Linked DNA regions of Gossypium hirsutum: region 1 is linked to region 2. The links are chromatin contacts, called in public Hi-C maps. All regions are on one chromosome and are shown on one strand. Each heading gives the region's core, a stretch centred on a gene start, on an enhancer-like site or on the middle of the called end of the contact. The rest is flanking DNA. Distances are from core to core; before and after follow the strand shown. Region 1 holds the start of LOC107893194 (probable low-specificity L-threonine aldolase 1). Region 2 has its middle 13 kb from the start of LOC107893192.

Region 1 (5,548 bases), core at 844-3,343, 34 kb after region 2:
CAAAACCAGCATAAAATCCAAGAATTTAATTTGATGCTCGACATAGGTGTTGGATACGAGTATTTCACGAAAAAATGAAGAGTCAAAGCAATGAAACCTCAAACCATAATTTACCTGCTAACACCTTAGCCTTCTTGTGATCACCCTCGAGCTTTGCAACATTTTCTTTTAAAGCAACAAAAGCAGCAGCACAAATGAAACCAAGCTGCCTCATCCCACCACCTAAAGTTTTCCTAAGTCTTCTAGCCTAAAAAAAACAAAGAAAACGAAGTTTGAGGATAAATTTCGGTATATGGCAGAGGTCTTTTAGCTGGAAAAACTTCAGATTTTACCTTGCTAATAAAGCTTTTGGACCCAACAATGACGGATCCAACTGGAGCACCTAAACCTTTTGATAAGCATACCTAAAGCATTCAAAAGCAAGGAAAAAAAAATCTAAATCCATTGTTTATAAGATAAAGAAAATTGTTGAAGTTATATTTCTGGCAAAAGACAGTTTAAATTAAGATGAAGTATACCGAGACCGAGTCTGCAGCTTGTACAAGCCTGTTAACAGGAACTCCAAGTGCCTGGCAGACCAATACTTTAGTTAGATACCGTGATCATTGACAGCTTTCGTGTATACATTTAAACACAGGCATACAACACCGATAAAAGGCTAGTCGTGTTGCCCAGATTCTTCATTTTCTAAAAGTACCCATGTTTGATACTTATATCCTATATTGTTTGTTTGGACATTAGTTTGGAGGTACATGATCCTCCAAAAACATGAAATAACTAGAAAAAAAAATTGAACATACTTGAACTAGACACATATTTACAACAGACACCGAGTGAACATAGACTGAAAATATAAAAATGTGTTGCTCACCACAGATGCATTGAAAATGCGAGCCCCATCAATGTGAAGCTTTACGCCATGCTTCTTAGCTAGCTCACCAACTTTGTCAGTGTATTCCGCAGACAAGCATCTACCCCCGGTGCTGCATGGATTGAGTAAACCATAACCAGAGGATTTCAATATGTATATAATCATATTGTCGGCGGAAGCATAACTTAGAATTTATAGTACATATATGACCCATTCTTGTAATGTAGTGCCAATGCAAAAGTAGTTGCTTCGAGTCTATATTTTTCTTGAAGTATCCATTTCTGATGCATATCCAGATACATGCTCATTGTTCAAATTGATCATGTTTAAAACATTTTCATAAACTAGAACAAAACTCTTACTTTGCATGTGAATTCTCCAAGCAAATGAGCCTTGTAGTTGGGTAAACAATCTCTCCTCTTGGGTCCCTAATGGCGGCTTCAATCAAACCGATGTCCATAGTTCCATCATCATTGTTCTTCACCGGCCTTGGATGAACACCTCCAATGGTTGAAATCCCACCATTCTCATAAATATGGATATGACAATTGTCACCAAGAATGACTTCACTTCCCCTAATATCACAATGAACAAGAACACTAATGAGGTTACCCATGGTGCCTGATGCAACAAATAAACCGGCTTCCTTGCCCATGATCTTAGCGACTTCGGATTCCAACCGGGCCGCGGTCGGATCAGCACCCAAGACATCATCATCAACTTCAGCAGTTGCCATTGCAGCCCTCATTGCCTCAGTTGGTTTCGTTACCGTATCCGATCGAAGATCTACTGTTTTGGTCACCATTGTTTCTGAAATTTATCCCACAAAAAATATCAAACAAAAAAACAATCCAATGATTCCTTTCTCCAAATGAATTACACCAAGAAAATTGATCCTTACTACATTTCTTCTTCTGGTAAAAATTTTCCCTGCCACCAAGAGGGAATTTTATACCATACCAAGAACATGTTGAACTAATCCCAAGAAAACTCAAGAAATCCATCCATTAAAAAAAATCTACAAACCCGTTTAAAAAATGCATATTATATATATGCATGTGTGTGTATAGAGAGAGACGGCCATATTTTACCAGTTGAAGCTCTTCTTGTTCTTTGCCTTACAACCCAGAACGAAAAAGTGGAAAATTTGCCTCTACTTTTCCCAGAAAACTGAAAATTGCAGCAAATTTCCTTGACAGAAACAGTTTAATTGTTTCTTATTTCTGCATAAAGAGAAATGCAAAAATATTAGAACCCAATAATTTCACACTTTACAACAAATATACTTACTACGTGCAAAATATTAAACCCGAAAAAAACAGAACTTTACCATTGAAAGGAATTTCAAGAAATTATGGGCTTATGACACCTTAGGCTTCAAACACTCCACTTTTATAGCTAAACTCAAACTAACTGTTCTGGAGAACAAAATAATCTTCAGTGAACCAACTTGACATGAAAAATTAAAAAAAAATCTTTTCAAAGTTAAAGACATCATGTTTATACTTTTAAATCACCCATAAAATAGGCTGACTAATAAAGTACTGACCCCAAGAAATGAAACTAGACTTAATTAATAACATTCAAATACCTTTTTTTCTTTTTGGGGGCCTTTTGATCATATCTTTGTTGGAAGAAAACAAAATAAGGGAATTATGATTTTTTGTTTGTTTCTTTGATATTTGGTTTCCATGAAGGAATCAAATAACACATATGAATTAGTGGGTTGATTTAGCTTTTGTCGTTTTTATATCTTGTAATGTTGGAAGTTTGCGAGAAGAAAATTTCCTTTTGGCTTTCCTAGTAATAATTTGGAGTTTTAAATCATGCATGTGATTTAAATGTGTTTCAACTTGATTTCTTCACCAAAAAAAAAATATTTTTCTACTAGGGGATGAATTCAAATTCTCTTACTTTGAAGAATGAAATTCAGCCAAGAAAATTGTGGATGACAGATTCATTGTAAGTAATAAAAGGTTAACATCAGATTGAAAAGCTAGCAAACGACCCCCCACAATACCTGTTTCAGTCAATTACGTACACGTATACATCGTAGAATCTTCTTTTAAAATCAAAACTAGTAGTGTTACAAACGAAAAAACAAAACTTATATATCAAAGATTTAAACAATTTAAGAGGAAAAAAAAAACATAGATGACACTATCAAATTTATGCACAAAACAACTATGGATGATTTCTGCGCCTTAGAATGCTAATGATAAGAACATGCATGCATGCATGGTCGATCATTTCAGTCATTTAAAATAACATCATAGAGAGAAGAGTTTAGTTTCTTATGTAATAAATGATGTATGTATGTTTGTATATAAGCATACCTGCGTGAGGCTTAGAGGATTGAGAAATATTTTAAAGAAGATTTTTGTGAAGAGAGAATAGGAAGAAGAGAAGAGAGAAGACTTATTTATAATGGTGGCTCAAGCAGTCAAAGCTTATCCAGTGTACGTATTCTTGTATTCTTGTGTTTCTATTTTTTTTTATTTGGTTTATTATATTTGTATAAAATTCAATATGGTAAATAAAATTTATATATTCCTATATTTATATCAAATTTACATTATTTTATGGTGTCATATTTTTTTCTGGGTTCTAAAATACAGGGTGTAGATAAGGCTGCTTGAAAATTGGGTAAGCAAATAGAATGGGAACAAATATTTGGGATTAAAGATTAAAATAAATAAAACAAAACATACTTTTTGACTAAAAGATGAAATTCTGACTCCTCCCTTATGTGGCCATCACAGCACATTGGTAATGACTCAATTGGATAAATAATAATAACAATAATAATAATATTCCCCCACGAGCAGAGTGAGTTGCAGGAAGAGAAGGTTGGTTGCCTCCTGACTGAAGAGAAAAAAAATAGTGATGAAGATGCGATGGGTGTGAATTCACTTGATTTTCATTTACAGTCAAAATCATGGCACTTGGTGTTCTTTATTTTCAGATTGGGTGCTGTCTGTTTTAACCATACTGCTGCTTGTCTGCTTCTTTTCTGTGTTTAAGCTTTTTTATTTGCGCTACTTGGATCCTCTTTGAACATGCTGTTTTGGACTGTGTTTGCTTTTCCTTTGAAATAACACTTTGATACACTTGTAATAAAAAATAAATAATATAATACATGAACATAACACAAATGTAGTATCATAAGATCTAGCTGTATTCAGATATGGGATGACCTTTTTATCAATCAAACGCAGCTGCATAAACCCTAATAAGAGGATAATTTAGGTGCAATGCAAAATATTTTTCTCAATCCCATATTAAGTACATTGGCAAGCATGAGTATGAAAATATGCGACAGAATTCTTTTACCCCTTTTTGTGTCCCTTTATGTGCCCTCAATCCGGACTTCCAATGAATAAAAAGAGATAATGGAAGGTAACTCGATGACAACCAGGATTCCTCAAAAAAACTACAACAGTTATTCAAATCTTACAATGATCACATGTTTCATATTACCGGTATTTCTTTTCCAGGTTTCTTCTAAGAGAAACAAAAAACTCTGGCACTGGAAAATACAGTGATGCAAAGAAATACAACATAAAAAGCTCTGCTCCAACATAGCTGGAATCCATGTAACAATTTCGTGATTTATAAAAATAGAGAAGCAGATATGGTTCCATCAAAGCCCCAATACTACTCATTGTATAAGGCTTTAATCTCTTGCTGTCTGATGAAACTCGATACTTGTTCAGAGCTCAAAAAGCTATTCCTCCATTCCAGTTTGATTTTCAGAAGTGTCTCCACCCAATACACAAGAATTGTCAACCTCGGTAGATTCAACCGTTTCTTGGATGCTTTCCTGTTTGGTAGAGAATGAATCCGGATTTATAGATTCTGTAGCAACCTCAGAACTTGTAGCAGCATCCCCACTCATCTTATTAAGTGTCTGTGTGATATCATCTCCTTTGTCTTCCACAACCAATGGCTCATTTATGTGCATGTTTCCATCTGTTCCAATATCCATAGTAGCATGTTCTTTTCCTGAATCAGCATTCACATCAACTTCTGCACTTGGTTGGCCATCAAGAGAAGAGTCAAGATGCTCCAAGGAAGGTGCAGGCTCTGAATGTCCTGCGCTAGGTACAGCAACTTGGCTTGCTGCAGCCTCAGACAACTCAAGAGCATGATTCTTTTCACCTACCTCTTCTTGCTTTTCTGCTTGTGCTCTATATACATTCATAAGTCTTTGCATCCTTTCCAACTCAGACATGAGATTCCCGTAGCGTCTTTGTAAGGTTTGTTCAAGCTCCTTCTGTTTCTGGACTTCCTCCCAGAGACCATTTATTCTGTGTGATGCTGCTAAGTGCTCCTGCTTTTGTAATGCTTGAAAACATTCTAGCTCTGTTCCTGCAGTATCTATCTGCTTAACAGTAGACTCAATATGACGCCAAAGAGTTGCAGCCCGCCTCTGATCATAAAAAAATGTTGGTTGTTTAGCACGTCAGGAATTGAAATTTTAAACAAGTTACCAAGTTCCATTACTAAAAGTATGATATTGTACTTTCAAATTTAGAGCGTCACACTTTAATCAATCACTTTTTAGCTACATGTAAAGTGAGTAAATTACTAGTACTCCAACCCATACCCTAAAATGGACTTCACCAGATTGTAGAAATTATTGGAAGAAAATATGACAAAAACTTGAACAAAGAT
Region 2 (5,455 bases), core at 2,583-5,082:
AAGCCTATTTATACAAGCTTACAACTTGACAACTTAGTTGGAATACAACTAAGTTTCATCATTACATCCATTTAAAATAAATCACCACCTACTACCACTAACAAACTTAGTTGGAATACAACTAAGTTTCATCATTACATCCACTTAAAATAAATCACCACCTACTACCACTAACAAACTTAGTTGGAATACAACTAAGTTACATCATTACATCCAAATAATAATAATAATAATAATAATAATAATAAAACATGTGATTGCTACATGCTAACCATTGCTTCAATAATGCATTTGTTGGCCTATCAATGGTTCTTTTGAACTTGCATGTTTGATGTTTCATTTAAGGCCATTACTTATACATGCAACACTTCTATTTTAGGCAGTTGTTTACAATCAAAGGATGACTTGAGGAGGCTAAGAATTACTAATTCATTTTGCTTTCATTTGTTTTATATGGATGCGACCAGCATGTTGAAGATCACCACCTATACTCGTTGAATTACATGCATTTTGGTGCTCCAAAATTTTGGTATGGTGTCCCAGGAAAGGATGCTTCTAAATTGGAGAAGGCTATGAGAAAGCATTTGCCTGACCTTTTCGATGAACAACCTGACCTGCTTCACAAACTGGTGAACTAAAAGTTCTATAACATGGTTCAGAAAATCTTTGTCCCAGGTCTGTTAAATTACTGTAATATTACCGCATGATACTAATTATGCTCTGAATATCATTCTTTCAGACAGGTCACTCAGTTGTCCCCTTCCATACTAAAATCTGAAGGGGTACCTGTCCATCGATGTGTTCAGAATGCGGGAGAGTTTGTTCTGACTTTCCCTAGAGCATTTCATGCAGGGTTCAACTCAGGTTTCAATTGTGCGGAGGCAGTAAATGTAGGTCCTGTTGATTGGTTGCCCCATGGACAGATTGCTATACCGTGAACAAGGAAGAAAAACTTCCATCTCGCATGACAAACTATTGCTTGGAGCAGCAAGGGAAGCAGTCAAAGCTCACTGGGAGCTCAATTTCGTGAAAAACTATACTTCTGATAACATGAGATGGAGAGATGTGTGTGGAAAGAATGGAGTCTTATCTAAAACTCTCAAGGTAATTATCATGCCCGTGATTTATCTAAAAGTATACGCATACTTGGCTCAAAATCTTTATGATAATATTTAACTTGTCCTGTTCACAGGCACGAGTTGAGATGGAGCGTTTAGCAAGGGAATTTCTTTGCAGTTCCTCTCAGCCTGTGAAAATGGACAGAAACTTCGATGCTACTAGCGAAAGAGAATGTTGTATATGTTTTTTTGATTTGCACCTCTCTGCAGCGGGTTGTCGCTGTTCCCCTGTTAGATATGCATGCCTCAATCATGCAAAGCACCTCTGCTCATGTGCTAGGGATGCCAAATTTTTCCTCTTACGTTACGAAATAAATGAATTAAATATCCTTGTTGAGGCATTGGAAGGAAAACTAAGTGCAATCTATAGGTGGGCAAGACTAGACCTTGGAATGGCTCTGAGTTCATACGCCTCCAAAGACAATATAATGGAAGGAAAACCTAAAGAGGTGCAGTCAAAACCATCAGTCGATTCCTTCAAAGATATGCCAGGAGAAGAAATGTTGAAAGAGAAGCCTTTGATTTTAACTCTGATATCTAATCCGATGTTATCACACCAAAGAAATGAAGTATCAGTGGCTTCGTTACCATCAAATGATCCGAACTCTAAGTTGAAGAAAGAGGATTTAATTCTTTTTGGTTCAGACTTAAGCATGCATGGAGGCCAAACTACCATGGAAAGTGAAGTGAAAAAGCCTGTAGCTCCAGTGGATGATAATATTAATCTTCTTAGCTATGATGAACCAAAGAAACCAGTTTTAGAAAGACCAAAAGAACATTTTGTTGCTAAGCAGTCAGAAGCCTCAACAAGATGTACTGAAAACTTGAGTCCATATACTTGCAAGAATGAGCCTATAACTGATGCCAGTTCCCCTGATTTACAAAGGAATGGTTGTTCATTTCACTATTTACAAGAGAAAGTGGAGCATACTGGAAATAGCATCACATTGCTAGGATCTAATGACCCGGAAAGCAACCATCAGGAACTGCTACTGTTGGGCAGTGAAAAAGCCAACAAGGAGAAACATGAGAATGCAGGAGCTATTGCCTCTTTAAGTTCAGTTGATAATGCAAGAAGTAATGTAGGAGGTCCAACTTGCTCAGAAAATAATCTAGACAGAAATTTCCGGCAGAAAGGTCCTCGAATTGCCAAGGTAGTGCGTAGAATCAACTGTAATGTTGAGCCTCTGAAGTTCGGAGTTGTGCTCCCTCGGAAGTTATGGTGTAACAGCCAGGCCATTTTCCCTAAAGGTAAGTTGTATTCTGAGTCTTTTAAGGCTGATGCATATCAGTATATATTAACTCCTTTATTCTAATTAATGCAGGATTTAAGAGCCGCGTTAGGTATATAAGTGTTTTAGATCCAACAAATATGGCATACTATGTCTCAGAAATTCTGGATGCTGGGAGGGATGGACCTTTGTTCATGGTAATTTAAATTATTTGTCTTTGATGTTCATCATGTTTATGCTTGTATATCAACTATTTTTTTAATTGAATTTCAGGTGTCTGTGGAGCATTGTCCCAATGAAGTATTCATTCATGTTTCAGCTACCAGATGCTGGGAGATGGTGAGGGAGCAAGTGAATCAAGAGATCACAAAGCAGCACAGACCAGGAAGAACCAACCTCCCACCATTGCAGCCTCCCGGAAGCCTTGATGGCTCTGAAATGTTTGGTTTCTCATCACCAGAAATTGTGCAGGTAAATCAGTTAGTATAATATGTTCAAAGTGATTCTTTCTGATGAAGTAAACTCATATTTCAAATGGTTTAATCTAGGCTATTGAGGCAATGGATCTAAATCGAGTTTGTATGGAGTATTGGGACTGTCGGCCTTACTCACGGCCTCAAGTGCAGATTCCACAACATTTTCAGCCTCCTGGTAATGGTGGGAACTTAGAAACAACATCTGGGGAACAAAATGCAGGGGCTTATAAGAATAACTGCTTGCCTGATGGAGTTGACGCACTACTCGGAAGACTATTCAAGAAAGCCAACTCTGCAGAATTACATTTACTTTATAGTATTTTAAGTGATAAAAGACCACCCATGGGTATAGACCTCGTAGCTCGACTCCTTAACGAAGAGATTCACAGTCGTTGATGATTGAAATTCTTTGGTCATGCAGATTCTTACATACCAACATCCAGTTTTCATGCAACTTGCCTGCAATTACACCTTTTGATTCAATCCGTCATTTTGTTTTTTTTTTTTTAATTGGAGAAGATTGAAGACAGTAGGTTAGTTATTTTACTGTCGGATTTTTTGAATGCGGATCGCTACTCCGATTGGCTTCCGGCCCTGAGTTGGTAGTTTAGTTTCATACCATTCTCATTAAAAAAACAGAGCTTATTATTTATTATAATTAAATTTTATCTATTTTCTTTAAACAATCTCATTATTAATTCTAATAATATCTTAATTTTTTTTTTACATAATGGCTTGAACTAAGCATAATCTCTCCGGACCCAATAAAAGGATATTACGTTACAATAAAACTATCACAAACGTTAGTGGGAAGATTATAGGAGAAATTAAATGGTGAGGGGGGATTCCTGTAAACATTCCAGGAAAAGAAAAGAAAATTGCGAAGACTGGAAAAGATGGGGTCAAAGATATGTAATCTGACAACTAAGTAGCTATGTTGTTTTAGAGCCCAGACTGCAACCAACCAGTTTTGTCGATCGTGATAGACTCGTGGATGGGCCATGGTGGGTGATAAAAGCTGTCTTTTCTGCCATCTTGCCTCACTCATTTTCGTTGCCCACATTGTTTGAGACTGTGAGGTAAATTGAATCCATAATATTTTTTATAAAGAGACTAAAAAATTTCTACAATATTGACACTAAACCTTCAGTATTTTCAATTGCATTCCCTTTGGTAGCAATTATTCTTTTTATTTTCAATATTTCTTGATTAATCTTTTTAAAAAAAATAGATTGCACCTTTTCTGGTGATAATTTAATTTTATGCCAGATTAATTAATTAATTTTAGATACTGATTTTGTATAAAATCATTAATATCTTGATTAGATCATTAAATTTAGCAATTAATTAATACAAATCATTGATAAATTAGGACTGATTGTCTTTATAATCTCGAGTTTCTTAAATGTTGATTAGAAATAATGTTAGTTTGATTATTGTGAATCTTGTACTTGTGTTCATTTTGTGTTTGATCTATTACATTCTCAAGACATCGTGATTTTTATTTTTGTAAAGAAATTCTATTTTTATCCCTTAAACATCCATAGCAAATTTTGAATTTTTTTCAAATGATAAAAATGGTATGAATAAATATCAAAATTTTAAATTAATATAAAATTTGTAGTTAAAATTGACTAAAACCAAAATCTTGACAGTGAAAAACCTAATTGATGCCCAAATTATGGGTTAAAATATTAAACTTAGGTGAATTATTATTGGTTTAATACTAGTGTGCATATTTTCACTGCCTCAAATAGCACAATTTGTTGGGTTAAAGTCCACGGCTGTGACATATGCCCCCAGCTAGAAAAAGTAATTAGGCACACTACAACAAAGTCCCAAAAGCAAGCACCAACAACTACTATAGACATATCGAAAGGAAGATGGAAGAAATATAGACAAACCTTCAAAGCAAGGCCTCAACCACTACAACTCAGATTTGACCCCAAAATTCCATCGTGGTGGCAGACGTCACCTGACAAACACATAAAACTAGAAGCTTGGTAAAAAAAAACAGTTCCGCAAAGAACCTAAAGAGGGAAAAGGAGAAATAATTCCATCAAAAGCGTGGGAAGGCCCCCCTTATGTAGAAAGGGGATCCAAACCACTCTAACCCGGTGATAGGAGGTTGAAGAAAATGATGATGGTGGTTGGACCCCTATTTGAGTTGTTATTCTTAAGTCGTTAAATATTCTCTAAACTAAGTTTTTATGATTAAACGAAAGATTAGTTGGACTGTGAACTAAAATATTATAATATCAATATTAATTATATAAATAGAAAATGTTTTCTTGCACCATATTATAGGGTATGATATCATTTGAGAGAATGATGTTGTTATTCTAAAAATATATATTTTTCATATTAACAACATCACTTTAGTATAACATAAAAAAATAAAGTTGGATCGTATTAGCATGTTGCATATTTCATAATTCCAATTATAGATGGAATTAAAATGATATATACTAAACTTCAATTTAATTATACAAATTCAAATTTAGATGATGATAAACTTGACCAAAGACCGATAGATAATGATAATGAGCATATACTAAACATTAAAAAGAGAAAAACCCAACAAATATAAACTAGAACAATTTAAAAAAATTGCATATGAGGTTTTGTT

What was found. A called contact is a pair of places that touch in the nucleus more often than the background predicts.
Region 1: a contact with region 2 is called in a Hi-C map of leaf, with 2.5 times the contacts expected there. The contact joins the promoter of LOC107893194 here to the enhancer-like site in region 2. A contact is called at or near these places in 11 of 34 Hi-C or Micro-C datasets (callus, fibers, leaf and 1 more).

The regions. Positions count from the first base shown.
Region 1 is chrA13:103,465,598-103,471,145 of Gossypium_hirsutum_v2.1, forward strand. It overlaps LOC107893194 (probable low-specificity L-threonine aldolase 1), which reads right to left and starts at 2,094. Exons shown (of 10, transcript XM_016818125.2): 1 at 1,963-2,094; 2 at 1,234-1,681; 3 at 872-983; 4 at 519-569; 5 at 333-404; 6 at 115-247. The coding sequence starts at 1,676. It overlaps LOC107893193 (cell division cycle 5-like protein), which reads right to left. Exons shown (of 4, transcript XM_016818122.2): 4 at 4,265-5,303. The coding sequence ends at 4,599.
Region 2 is chrA13:103,429,434-103,434,888 of Gossypium_hirsutum_v2.1, forward strand. It overlaps the pseudogene LOC107894433. Among protein-coding and RNA genes, the nearest start is that of LOC107893192, 13 kb to the right of the region's middle. Within about 2 kb of position 3,833, at least 4 of the 9 cell types and tissues checked have an H3K27ac peak or open chromatin away from gene starts, as enhancers often do. A contact at or near this core is called in leaf, where this site is marked.